Regions from separate parts of the Anser cygnoides genome. Here region 1 is linked to region 2. Evidence: chromatin contacts called from public Hi-C data. All regions are on one chromosome and are shown on one strand. The core of a region is the stretch at or near the end of the contact, and the rest is flanking DNA. Distances in the headings are between cores, read along the strand shown.

What was found. Hi-C and Micro-C count contacts between places; a contact is called where the count stands out from the background.
Region 1: a contact with region 2 is called in a Hi-C map of liver, with 2.3 times the contacts expected there. The contact joins the promoter of LOC125180298 here to the enhancer-like site in region 2. A contact is called at or near these places in 2 of 7 Hi-C or Micro-C datasets (both in liver).

What each region holds. Positions count from the first base shown.
Region 1 is chr3:83,316,264-83,322,525 of Taihu_goose_T2T_genome, reverse strand. It overlaps LOC125180298 (BLOC-1-related complex subunit 6-like), which reads right to left and starts at 2,241. Exons shown (of 3, transcript XM_048049491.2): 1 at 2,173-2,241; 2 at 1,842-2,171; 3 at 385-1,840. The coding sequence starts at 2,241. The coding sequence ends at 1,049. PNRC1 (proline rich nuclear receptor coactivator 1) reads left to right here and starts at 2,324. Exons shown (of 2, transcript XM_048049497.2): 1 at 2,324-2,734; 2 at 3,267-3,707. The coding sequence starts at 2,324. The coding sequence ends at 3,707.
Region 2 is chr3:82,850,527-82,856,754 of Taihu_goose_T2T_genome, reverse strand. It overlaps BACH2 (BTB domain and CNC homolog 2), which reads right to left. Exons shown (of 7, transcript XM_066994533.1): 5 at 3,022-4,566. Among named protein-coding and RNA genes, the nearest start is that of GJA10, 30 kb to the left of the region's middle. Within about 2 kb of position 3,239, at least 2 of the 3 cell types and tissues checked have open chromatin away from gene starts, as enhancers often do. A contact at or near this core is called in liver, where this site is marked.

The sequences.
Region 1 (6,262 bases), core at 992-3,491, 470 kb before region 2:
CATATTCAGGATCACAGTGATTATTTTTCTGTTGAAATCCAGTTGCAAAGACATTTGTAACCTAAACAGGTTGCTAAGAAGCACCACCTAAAAGCCCAGTTGCATAGGAACCAGAGCTACCAGAGAATCTCTCTCAAGCTTCAATGGAAATACTGATACAGCAGAATGACTTCAGCATACAGTGATGCATATACAAAAGCTTCAAGCTAAGTAAATTCTTCCAAAGTATTTACTTTATGCCAGTCATACACCCGTGTAATGTCATAATGTATACATATTCCTCATCAAACTAAATATGTTTCACATTGGACATAAATCACAGAATCATTTCACAGTGACATTACTCAAATTTCTACAAAAACTGCAGAAACTGAGAGGCAAAGCGTATTTTAACTGAAGGCTTTTATTTAGTATTTTGTATCTAGGATTGCTCTTAACCGGATCGCAATTCTATCCCGTGGATTTTATATTATTCTCAGAGAGAAAGTGTTTTGGTGAATTGAATTTTCTTCACTTGTCTTCCCTTACAACTGTGCCCTGTAAGAGACAGCAGCGTTCTCCACGTTTGTTAACTGTAACAGCATGAGAGTTACTTCAGTCAGGCACTAAGTGTCAACTACAAAGACCCACGTACGCCTGTAAACATCAAGAAAGCGTTCACAACAACTTCAGGTTTGGTCAAAAATAAATACTGACAGCTGCTTCTGATTCAGGTTGGTTAGTTTTCCCTAGCCCTCAATAAACAGCAAGCGTAAGGCATGTGGAATCCAAATTCTTTAATGGAGCTTAAGCTACGGAGCGCTGCGGGCGGTTCACCACGCCGTTTACACCGAGACCCTTTTCCTTCACTGGTTGCCAAGCTTCCTCCAGGCCAAGGCTGTGGCTGGCCGTGAGGGCAGGCCAGGCCCGGGCAGGGGGCCCGAAGGCACCACGTATGAAACCGGGGGGCTGAGACCGGCTCCGGGGCCAGCTTTGAGAGGCCACGGGCAGGCGGCCTGACCCGCTCAGTCGCACCCACCGTGCTGTAGCGGGTGCCACGGGTGCGGCGCTACTTGCAGAGCCCCTCGAGGCGCTCCAGGGTGCCCTTCATGTCTCGGATGCGCTTGGCCAGGGCGGGCACGGGCTGCATGGCGCGGTCCAGCTCCTCGCAGCGGGCCACCAGCGCGTACATGGCGCGGATGCTGAGGTCGGCCGCCTCGCCCAGGCTCTCCACGCCGTCGCGGTAGGTCTGGATGCAGCCGACGCTGAGCGCCGTCAGGGCCTGCAGCCCGCAGTGCACGGCCCGCAGCAGCTCGTCCACCTGCGCCGCCACCTGCCCGGCCAGGGCCACCACGTCCTGCAGCGCCCCGGGGTCGATGGCGGGGATGGAGCTGGCCCCGGCCCCGGCTCCCGGCCCAGGGCCCGGCCCCGGCTGCTCGCCCCGCGGGGCGCCGCTCAGGCGGATCCGCCGCTCCAGGTTGTTGGCCACGAACTGCGTGAGCCGCCCCTCGCGCAGCACCGTCCCCTCCAGCTCCAGGGCGCTCGCCAGCGTCGCCCGGCGGCCCTCCGGGGGGGGCTGCGGCCGCCCCGCCGCCGCCGCTGCTGCCGCCGCTCCGGTGCCGCCAGCGGCCAGGCTCAGCGCCTCCAGGCTCCGCTCGTCCCGCTCCGCTCCCTCCTCGGCCGGGGCCGGGGCCGGGGCCGGGGCCGGGGCCGGGCTCCCCGGTGCCCCCTCACCGCCCGGGGCCGGCGGCTCCATGGCGCTCCCCGCGTGCCTAGCCGGGAGCGCGCCACCGCCCCCCCGCGGGCGCGCCGCCGCCGCCTGTTTATGTCGCCTCCGATTGGCTCCGGGGCCTTCGGGGGCGTGGCCGCCGGGCGTTCTCTTGCCCCGCCATTGGCCGGCGGAGCTGGCGAGGGGAGCGGCTGGCCCCGCCCCTTCGCCTCGCACTGCGGGCTCGGGACTCGGAGACTGGGGAGTGCCCCTTGTTTGTGTCCGCGCGGATTGGGCGGCCTGCGGAAGCGGGCGGGGCCGCGACTGTTTGTGTCGCTTCCGATTGGCCGAGGCGGGGCCTGAGCGGCGGCCGGCTCGCGGGGATTGGCTATGCCCGCCGGAGAGGCGTGCCGCTCGCGGCGTTCCAGCGCGGCGATTGGCCGGAGGGCGGAAGGGGGCGTGGCCCGGCGGTGTAACAACACAGGGGCGCTGCTGGCTGCTCCCCTCACTCCCCCGCCATGTTCTCCTAGCAGCAGCCCCGACCGCGCCACCATCTCAGCCCGCAAAGCCCCGGCAGCCGGTCCCCGGCCCCCCGACCCCTCTCCCCTCCACAGCTCCGGGTCCCCGCGTCCCACCATGGTCACCACCACGGCGCCGCCGCCCTTCCTGGCTCGCATCTCGTCGGGCGCCGAAGACCCCCGGCGGCTGCCCTCCGGCCTCCTGCAGCGCCTCAGGCGAGGGGACAGCAACTGTGAGAACCAGCCCGGCTGCTGCCTGGCCGCCGCGGGGGGCGGCGCGCGGCCCGCGCTCAAGAGGGTGAGGCGGAGGAAGGGCAAGATCCGGCCGGGCCCCGCGGGGCTCCTGCCGAGCCGTTACCAGCAGTACCAGCAGCACCGCGCCGGCCTGGGCAGGAGGACGCCGCTGGCCGCCTACGGCCCGGGGGAGCTGCGCGCTCCCCCAGCTCCCGGCATGGTTACAACCCCCCAGGAGGAGCCCCCCGCGGCCGCCCCTTCGAGAGCCGCGCCCGGCAGACCCCTGAGGAAGGAGGTAGGGAAGGCGCTCGGGCACTTCTCGGTACTTTTCTCCCCCTTTCCCCGGTGTTGGGAGAGGCGGGGGGGGGGGGGGGGGGGGGCCGCTTGTTCCCGGCCGGAGCGCGGGGTAGGGGGGGAGCTGCTCGCCCCCCTCCCTCCGCCCTGCGTGTGAGGGGCGGCGGCGGCGGAGTTTCCGTTACGTCTGTTGGGGGGGGGGGGGGGGGGCGAAACTGCCGCCGGTGATTGGCCGCCGCCGTCCACCAATGGGCGGCCGCCGCTGCGCCCAGCAACAGCCGGATTTAGCCTGCTGGCCGCGCGCCAGCCGCCCCTGCGCGCGCAGGGCGGGACGTGCGCGGGGCGCAGCGCCCCATGGCGGCCGGCCGGGGGGCGAGGGGGGGGGGCTGTGAGGGGATCGGGGGGGGGGGGGGGGACGCCGTGATGGCGGCGGGGTCTGGCCCTAGAGGCAGCGTAGGGGCTGACAGAACCGTCAAGGAGGCTCCTCTCGAGGAGAGGGTTTGCCCGTTGACGTGAGGTCTTTGTCTGCGCAGGTCCTGAAGAACAAGATGGGAAAGTCTGAGAAGGCTGCCGCCCCCCACAGCCAGCCTGTGCACGGTTTCCATCTGTGTGAGCAACCAAAGATTAACAGGCAGAAGGGCAAATGTAACGTGCCGCTGACCAAGATCACCTCTGCGAGAAAGATAGAGAACTTTTGGCAAGATTCTGTACCGACAGAAATAATTCCGAAGCAGGAGAAAAAGCCACTTAAAAACACAGAGAACTTCAGAAATGCCAAGTCCAAGAAACCTGTCACCCTCACAGAAGCGAACCAAAAAGAAAATTACGCTGGGGCAAAATTTAGCGACCCGCCGTCACCTAGTGTCCTTCCGAAGCCTCCCAGCCACTGGGTGGGTGGCACAGCTGAACTTTCCGACCAAAACAGGGAGTTGATGGCAGTCCATTTGAAAACTCTCCTAAAAGTTCAAGCGTAGTTTCCAAGATCTCTGAAGAGCTGCAAAGATCCAGGAAACTTACACATGCCTTGTTGCAAAGAAAAAAAAAAATTACAAAAAAAAAAAATTGCAAAAGACCGTCAAGTCTTGTAACCACATACAAAAATCCTTGTATTATATTTTTTATGGTTGTGTAAATAGTGTACATCATGTATTATGTGTATATTCTTGTTCATACTTTGAGAGGTACATTTTAGTTTTGTTATGAAAGGATGTATTTTGCACTGCCTGAATGGTAGATGTCTTGTATATAAAACATGGACAATTTTAAGTGTGTGCTTGACACATGAAGACTTGACTTGATTTGCACAAGGTAATGAAAAATCTGAAAGGAGAGTACAACTTTCTGATGTCAAGGTTCCAGATCAAATGTGAATGGTTTACTCATGCACTACTGACAATAGTTTTACATTCTGTGTCCCAATCAAGTACAAACATGGAGTTTTCATACAAATGTGAATTTCTGCTCTGGAAACAATATCTGGAATTCCTGTTCATGTGTTTGTTACAAAATTAACTGGAATTTGAGTAGAATTCCAACCCATCAAATGAAGCACTGCTGGTTTCTTTAAAAAAGGAAAAAAAAAAAAAGCAGAGCTTTCTGCCATAAATTTAATTGGTCACTAAAAAATTAAATAAAACAATTTGGCCTCCCCTTAATCATGTCTCTGTTTTTCTTGTGTGAGTGTACAAGTGTTTGAACTTAAATTACCTGATTGCCTTCTTTTAGTGAATAATTGAGGTACTCGATAGCTCCAGTAACATTTCCTTTGTGATACGTCATTTGAAGTTCCTTATTCTTTGGTTTCTTTAAAGTTTAGATTTCAAGAAAGGGATTTAAACATCGAAATTCCTGCTGCAATTTTCCTTAACTTTCATAGTAAGTGATCATTAAACTAATTGATACTGAAAATTAACAGTAACTGAAAGTTAGGGTGCAAGTTAAGACTTGTGTTTTACACCCATTTTGTCTACCACTGATGGTTATGCTGGAAACTATGTTCCTCTGATATAAAATTATTAAGGAATTGAACTGTAGATAAGCATGACAGGTTTGTTGAGATAACGAAGATTTGTGATTAAATAACTGATATTTCAAAAGAAGTATAAAGCAAAACTACATGAGATTTAAAAACATTTTAAAATTTTCAGATCCACTGGAAAACAATGTAACCTCTGGGCGTTAGGTTACTAGGTAGGATATGTACGAAGAAAACAGCTAGCAGGGTCCTAGGTGAAATGTTTCCTTGGTATGGATCGTCTTCTCGGAGCGTGTTCAAGGGAGATTTAGTGGGCAGCGTTACCTGCATTTGTGATGTGTTGCTAGTTCTGATCCATGCAATCGCCTTGTTGGGTTTGGGTGAATTGGTGGCGTTAGTTAGCCGCCAATTATGAAATGAGAGTGGTCAAAAAGTAGAGGAGAGTTTCTTTGTTTGTAGACATTAATTATATAGTTGCAAAAATGTTCATTATAGTGCTGTTAGGCTATTTAACTACATAGGCTCTAAACCAAGAGTTCATACAAAATTTTAGGACTGGCCCGAATACTTCCATGTTTACTAACGTAAAATACGTACCTGTGTTGGTTGATATAATGGTACATAGTTGAGGAAAGCGTATGGCTTCTTTAGCCCAGTTCGCTTTGTAACCTAAATACTCCATAATTTAGCAAGTCTTCTAAAAACAAACGTTTTATACATATTTTTATCATTAAACTGTAGTAGGGCAAAAAGAAAAGCCGGTAGAATCTCACTGAAGATGGCTCTAGTAGACTGTAAGTCCCGGTTTTACTACATTTGGGGACGTGCTGTTTTGATCTGCTTTTGTGCTGCTGTCTTCTCCTTTTGTCTAAATGCCAACAAGCACAAAGGAAAAAGCCTTTTAAGAATTCCCTATAGCTTAATTTTTAAGTAGTGCTTAATTTTGTCAGCTGAACTTGTGATCTTCCTGAATCTTGATAACTGGCTTGTCGAGATGTAGTTTCCATAAGCCCTGTAGGTTGGCATCAAATAAAAGATGGCAACTCTTTTTTTCCCCCTGCTGATTATGTCTGTTGTTAGTATCAGACTCTTTTTCCCTGCCCTTTGGAGCTGACCTCAGATCACACAGTCTGAAAGGTATCTCTGATCCTACGTAAAACTTGCCAACATAACGCACCTCTTTGTTGCTGCCTTGATTTGCTGACATCCCCTGGGGATTACAGATTTGGTTACACAACTGTCAGTAGTTCTCAGCTCCTCGGCCAATTCTTTAAAGCTGTTGGATGAGACTTCTGAAGTCTTGAAAATTTAAACTTTTCATAATTTGCTGGATCATAAAGATTATCGGGGTAGGATAACAACATGTCATCTTTACCCTTTTGTTTTCCTGCTCGGCATGCAGTTAAACATTTTCTTCTACAACGTCATTTCCTTATTGTCCTCTACAAACTCTTGTACTCTTAGAATCTTGATTACACAATGCCTTTTTATTTTTTTCCCAATAATATATGCCTGACTAACAACTGTTTAAGAGGAACTCTTCTGTTGTGATCT
Region 2 (6,228 bases), core at 1,990-4,489:
AAGCTGGGTGCAAAGGGCAACACAAGCTCTGAAGCATTTCTGTAAGGTCCCAGCAGCTCAAGTAACAGTTCTGGTCCTGCACCTCTCTAACGTTGGGATTGGGACACTCCGAGTTGCACTCGCTTCTTCTATCACAAAGTGTTCAGGAAGAAAAATCTCAGAACCCTCTGGGTGCCTCCTTTAATGGGAAGAAAAATTAAAGGCAAAGCCATCCAGAAGAGGATTTACCAGTGGTGTTCCAGGGGCTGCCACCCCCTCTGATACTTGTGACTGTGGTCTGCAGCCCCATAGGGGTCCAGGTGCACAGCTGGGTCACCTTCACCCACATTGAAGTCACACCGAGCCCTAGCAACCCTCTCCAAAGCCAATTTTGGCTCCAAATGCCTTGGGCACATGCTCCTCCATGGCACTGGTCTGCAGGAAAGCAGATTGCCCTAAAAAAGCAGAGACCTTTCGCTTACTTCTCATACAGTCGATATACCAGCAGACGATGTTTTGTGACATTAATTCTGGCACTGGCAGCACTCTGGGACCCAAATCAAGACCATCAAGGTCCAAACTCCAGGGGAACTTAGCAGCTTGGTGAGATAACCCAGGGTCAGAGTCCATCAGGGTTGCTCCCACCAAGCTGTCCCACCAAAACGAAAGCCCACCTGCTGCAGTAAGCCTGCACGTCGCTCCCACCTATCTTATCAGGTGCTTTTTGGAGAAAAACCCAGCAACCACTGTATGTGCATACAGCAAGGGACAAGGGACCAGTCTGGGAGGCTGTCAGGACAGCAAGGTCAAACCAACAACTTTGTGAGTGGAGATTCACACGCAGCTTTTAAAGGGAGGTGAAGGACAGAAAGCAGCATGTTTCAGAGCACGCTGTGTGTCTCCTCATGTTTTAATGGCAACCAAGCTGTTAAAGCCAGGTAGAGTGACACATACAAGAACTTCCACAAGATATATTTTCTACTTACATATTTTCTACTACATGGCTAAACATATCCTTTGCTGAGGATCCCACAGCAGTGGATCTTGCAGGATCACAGGACACACACCCCAAGTTGCTGTATACCACAAGAGCGTTTAATGAGGCTGTGATGTCCTTTCATATATTGGTAACAACCTTTAAAAATTCAGACAAATTCAGACAAAATCCGAACGGAAGCATTAGTGTGATATGTTTACTTTTGGCTTGCTCTGGGTAATGCAGTACCACCTCAGAGAGCATTATTTTCCTCACCATATTTTAACTCGTAGCAAATGCCTCGCAAAAGCAAGAAAAAAAAAAAGGCAAAACAAGTGTAGCAAAACCCTCCTAGTCCGACACATGTGCCTATCATGGCACACTGAGTCTGACTCCTGCAGCCCACTCATTTGCTCCTTTTGTGATTGTTCCTCTTTTTTTTCCACGCTCTCCTGCACACACATGCACACTACTTTTGGGAACCACCAACAGTCCCCTATATCCTTCTCATCTGACTCTTCTGGGGTCACTGCTGCTGCAGCATCTCCACGCAATTAGCCAATTATGACAGCTAATTAGTCATCAAACCCCAAAAGGCTAACCTCCCGCCCTCCTTACTGTACCCTGCTGTGCATTAGCCCCTGCTGAGCAAGCAGCACACATGGGTGGAAATCCAACGCCTTCCTCAATCCCACCCCCTGCTCTTTTTCATCCCTCATAAACGCAGCACTTCAGGGAGTGCCAGACTGCAAATAACCTTGGTATTTCCGAGCAGAACAGTTCTGCACGGCTGCTGTAGGGCCTCCTGAGTGAGGTCCAACACAGAATATCCCAGACAGTCTTCCAAGGAGACTCCTCGCTCTTCTGCATGTCCCCAGCTCAGCATATAGGGACGGAGAACTGCCCTGCCAGAACTACTGGTGCAGCATGTTAGGGATGAAGGACACCAGAGGCTCCCCAGGCTGTTCGGCTAAGAACAGAAGAGCTAAGCAGAAAAATACCTCAATAAAGGAATGGTACATGTCTGTCTGAAAGGTATCCTCCAGAGCCTGGGAGGCAGTGGGAATAAAGACTAAAGGATAAAGCAAAGTTCCCTCTTCTCACCCCTAGCCCACAGCTAAGCCACCTGGTTCTGCGCTGGCTGCTCACTGCGTGTGAACCCCCAGACTGGCTCCCACTGCTCCCTGCACTAAAGCACAAGCTCTCAGTGAAGCATTTTAGCATTACTGGAGAAGCCAGGCACATGGTCGCACCCAGACACTCTCCAGTTCATGCAGTTTCCAGTGCAACTCGATGAAAACATCCAGTCTTTTTTCAGCTTCTGTGCTCCACAACACATCTCCATGAACGAAGAGTTCCCTCACCCTAGTCACCTTACACAGCCCATATTTCCAATCCCAGGTAACTAGTCATCACCACAGGATTTCCAGCTGTCCCATCTCTGGTTTTAAAGCAGGATTCTTTCTCCTCCCTCTCTTGGGAGAGCCTTAAGGGAAATCAAAGCATGTTCTTCAGTCCTGGACTGTCTCCCTGCTATTCTAACAGCCCTGTAATGTCAAGGACAACTTCTCTTAGGAACCACTGATGCAACAGTTGGTGGAGCTTGCAACCCAAGTGTGGTCGTGGCAGGCTGCCCAGCCCTCAGTGTCAGTGAAGGCACAGCTTTAGGTTGCTAAAAAACACAACCCCAGTGACAAGCAGAGCTGGAACCACCTTGGCAAACACTGAGGATGAAGAACAGTGCTTTGTGTCACGCACGTGGCTAAGGGAGGGAGAACAGGACACTGTCAGAACTTCTCTGCACACAAACTCACTCTCATCATTCAGCAGTTTGGGATTGCCCAATACTGTGATGCTGATAAGCACTGAACATCTCGGAGGTCAAACAGGCATATTTACGGGAAGTTAACCACGTGGGCTCAGCTGGTGAGGGAATAAACAGAAGTTACTCTTTGCCTCTATAAACAAAGAAAGTGCTGGGAAAACGCCAAGACATTTGAGAGAATAAAGGAGCAATTAATTGGGTCACAACGACTGTCATATATGTACTTATCTTAAATCCCTACCTCATGCCCTCTGTCTTGCACAGGACATGATTCACTGTCTGCTTCTGAGAATGACCCAGACTCATCGCTGGAGTTTGTTCCATAGGATGGCTCACATTTAATCTGGGCTCGGACCGGGTTGTACAATCCATCTCCCACCACGCCGGGTTCCTGGTGCTCGGGCGCCAGGAATCGGGGGCCTTGGGAGCAGGGGGAAGAGGAGAGCTCACAAAGACGCAGACTACAGGGAGAGCCGCCGCTGCCGTCCTCTGCGTACGAGTAGGAAGAGCATGAGCTGGAGGTCCTGGTTCTGGTTTCCAAAGGAGGCGAGCGAGGGCAAACTTTAATTGGCACTGGACAGCTGGTGTTCGGCCGCATCCTTCCCGACAAGTGATCAGCTGTCAGTCCGCTGTGGGAATAGGTCTGGGAGCTGGGCAGAGACTGGCTGCCACCAGCCCACAGGCCCTTTGGCACAGTCTCAGTGAGGTCTTTGTCCAAGCTGCTCACACCAGAATATGAATGCACCGAAGTGTTTACTTGGTCACAAGCGTTTGAAGAGAATATAACACTCCTCCTGTCCAGTTCCCCTTCTTGCTTACAGAGAGTTTCAAAGCCGGGCCCCCTGAGCGGCGATCCCACTGTGAAGTTGGAAGCATCCTTCTGCATGGCATGGGACTGTCCATAGTTCCCCGTGAAAGGGACGTAATCAGTTTTGTGGTCACCCTGAGTTGTCCCTTTTTCAAAAGGGCATGCTGGACTCCTGCCAAAGTGCTGTTGGGAAGTGCTGGGGAAGCCAACCAAATCTATGCTTTTTGTTCTGTTGAAGAAAGACCGCAAGCAAGAAGGAGAGGACCCACTTTTCGGCCTGTCGACACAAGTGGGGCTTGGCTGTTTCCTGTCCATTTCAACATCCCCTTCTTTATCCCTGATGTCAGGTTCATCTCCAGACAGGCAAAGTGTGATGCTTTCTTCATCGTTCTCTTCATTCTGAGGCTCGCTTTTTATCTGCCCCATAGCAAGTCCTGATTTGAGGCCATTTCCAGAGCTCTCTTCGCTGAATGTGCTTGCAAAACCTGAGGTACTGATGTGTGATGTGTTGTAGACATTCTTGGTACAAGCAAGCTGGTATTTCTTGTATCTGGGGTACCGTGTTACTGCATCTTTGTCCAAATTGTCCTTGCTATCTCTCAGCATGTCAGGGTCAGGCAGCATCCCTTCTCCTTTGTCTGCTCCAGCAACAGTGGCTTCAAAATTGAAGGACTCCTGGTGCATTCTCTCTCTTGGGCAAGATATTTTTGACGTCTCCGATTCCATTGTCTCCTCCTCGTCTCCATCTGAGTTCTCTTCATCGTGCATGCGCTGACAGGTGGTATCTTTTTTGCACAGGAACAGGCCATCTTCGTTGTTCAGCAGCTGCGTCTGAAGGAAGCTGAAGCAGGAGTCCTCCAGGTTGTGCATGCGCAGGAACTCAGCGCAGTGGATGACCTCCTGGATGTTTTCTCTGCTGAGTAACAGCTTCGCAGTGTAGGCAAACTGTAGCAATGGACCAAATCCCCTGACAGTGACCTGCAAAAAAAAAGAGAGGGAAATTGCCAGCATTACTATCAGCTCTTGCTCTCATCCCAAATCCTCCACTGCGTAGTTAGATAACCTAACGTATCTGTCATCTGGAAATAAATACCCCACGGTACCACCTATTCTTCTGTCAGGTCAGCAATGATGCTACATGCAGTAACAAACACAACCACCTTTATTTTGCTTCTGTACATCATTGTGCAGGTTAATCACTGTTTTGCTCAAATAACTTGAAGACCTATGAACTAAGCCTCTGCTGTAATAAAAGACTGAAAAAACAGGCTAGTGTGTAAGCTGCTAATTCTTGGATGGGTCTTATTTTCACTGTGATGCAGCACGTTACCATCAATGCAGCAATTCAGATTTGATTCTTCTGCTCTGATGGAAGCCCTGGTGAACAACCATTTCAAACTTACGATACCATTTAAGTCCCAAAGGTGTTTTGTGAAAGAAGCATTTAATATTATAGAAAAGTGCCTTTCTTTTCGTCCACATTTTTGCAAGCCACTACTTAATAAATAACAGCTAAATACTGGCTGCATAGGTCTTTTCTCCATCCCATGGAGATCATTTCTTCTCATTTCTGATTTTAGTGAGTTTAAGGTACAGCTGACAGGAAAGAAATCCATAGTCATAATTCAAGTAATGCAATCACTCTATGTCCCACTTCAGTACATAGTTTTTCATCATTTTCTTTGTAGAAAGAGTAACAACTGTTTCCAGGCATGTATGGGTGTGAGTCATACACCTTTACTTGTCCTTTTTTTTTTTTTTTTAATTATACCATCTACACTACATTTACATTCACGCAATATCATATATAAAAAAAGTGCACTTTCTCCCTCCAGATATTTTACAATGGTATCTTCACGCATGTAATTACCAAATGATATGTTAAGCCACGTAGTAAACTATACTTACTGTCAATTTTTACCAACTATGCATTGGCACTGACTTCTGTTGCATTTTTTTCCCAATGGGCAGGAGACAAAGGTACTAGAAAAACTCTATTCCTCATGAAGCAGTGAGAGGTTACTTAGAAAATAGGGCTCACAGTCAAGGATTAAGGTTTCTCCACATGAAGGAGGAGACTCAGTGGTTTGGCCACTAAGTTGAGATCTGGGACACCACAGCTCAATTTCCTATTGCACCAAACACCCCTCACACGACCCTGGCAAGTCACTTCAGTTCTCCAAGGCACCTTCTTGCCTTGCTTGCAAGTGGAATTCACAACTCTGGGTTTCCTGTGCCTTGACTCTGGGTTTCCTGTGCCTTGCACAGCGAGGAAAGGCATCGAGATGGGATTTGGAGCAGCCAGACAGCTAAACCAGGCAGCAGCAACCATGTCTGGCACCAGTGTGTGTACCTGCACGCCCACCTGAGGTTGGGAGGCACAGGCTGCAACCTACTTCTGGTTGCAAGTGTCTCTGGCAGGTGATTCCAGCTCAATTTATTCTTTTAAAGTGAACAAGATGGCACACACTGCTGCTCCCTTTTTTGTAAAACAGCCTAAAGATCAGAATGCAGACCCGGAAAGTAGGAGACCAGGTCCCTTCCTCAAGCTGTAGGGATTCAAAGTCACATTTCCCAGCTCCTTGGAAGGATATCCTATCCAGCAGGTATGGGATAGCCTGAAGGTGAGCTGCTTTTCCC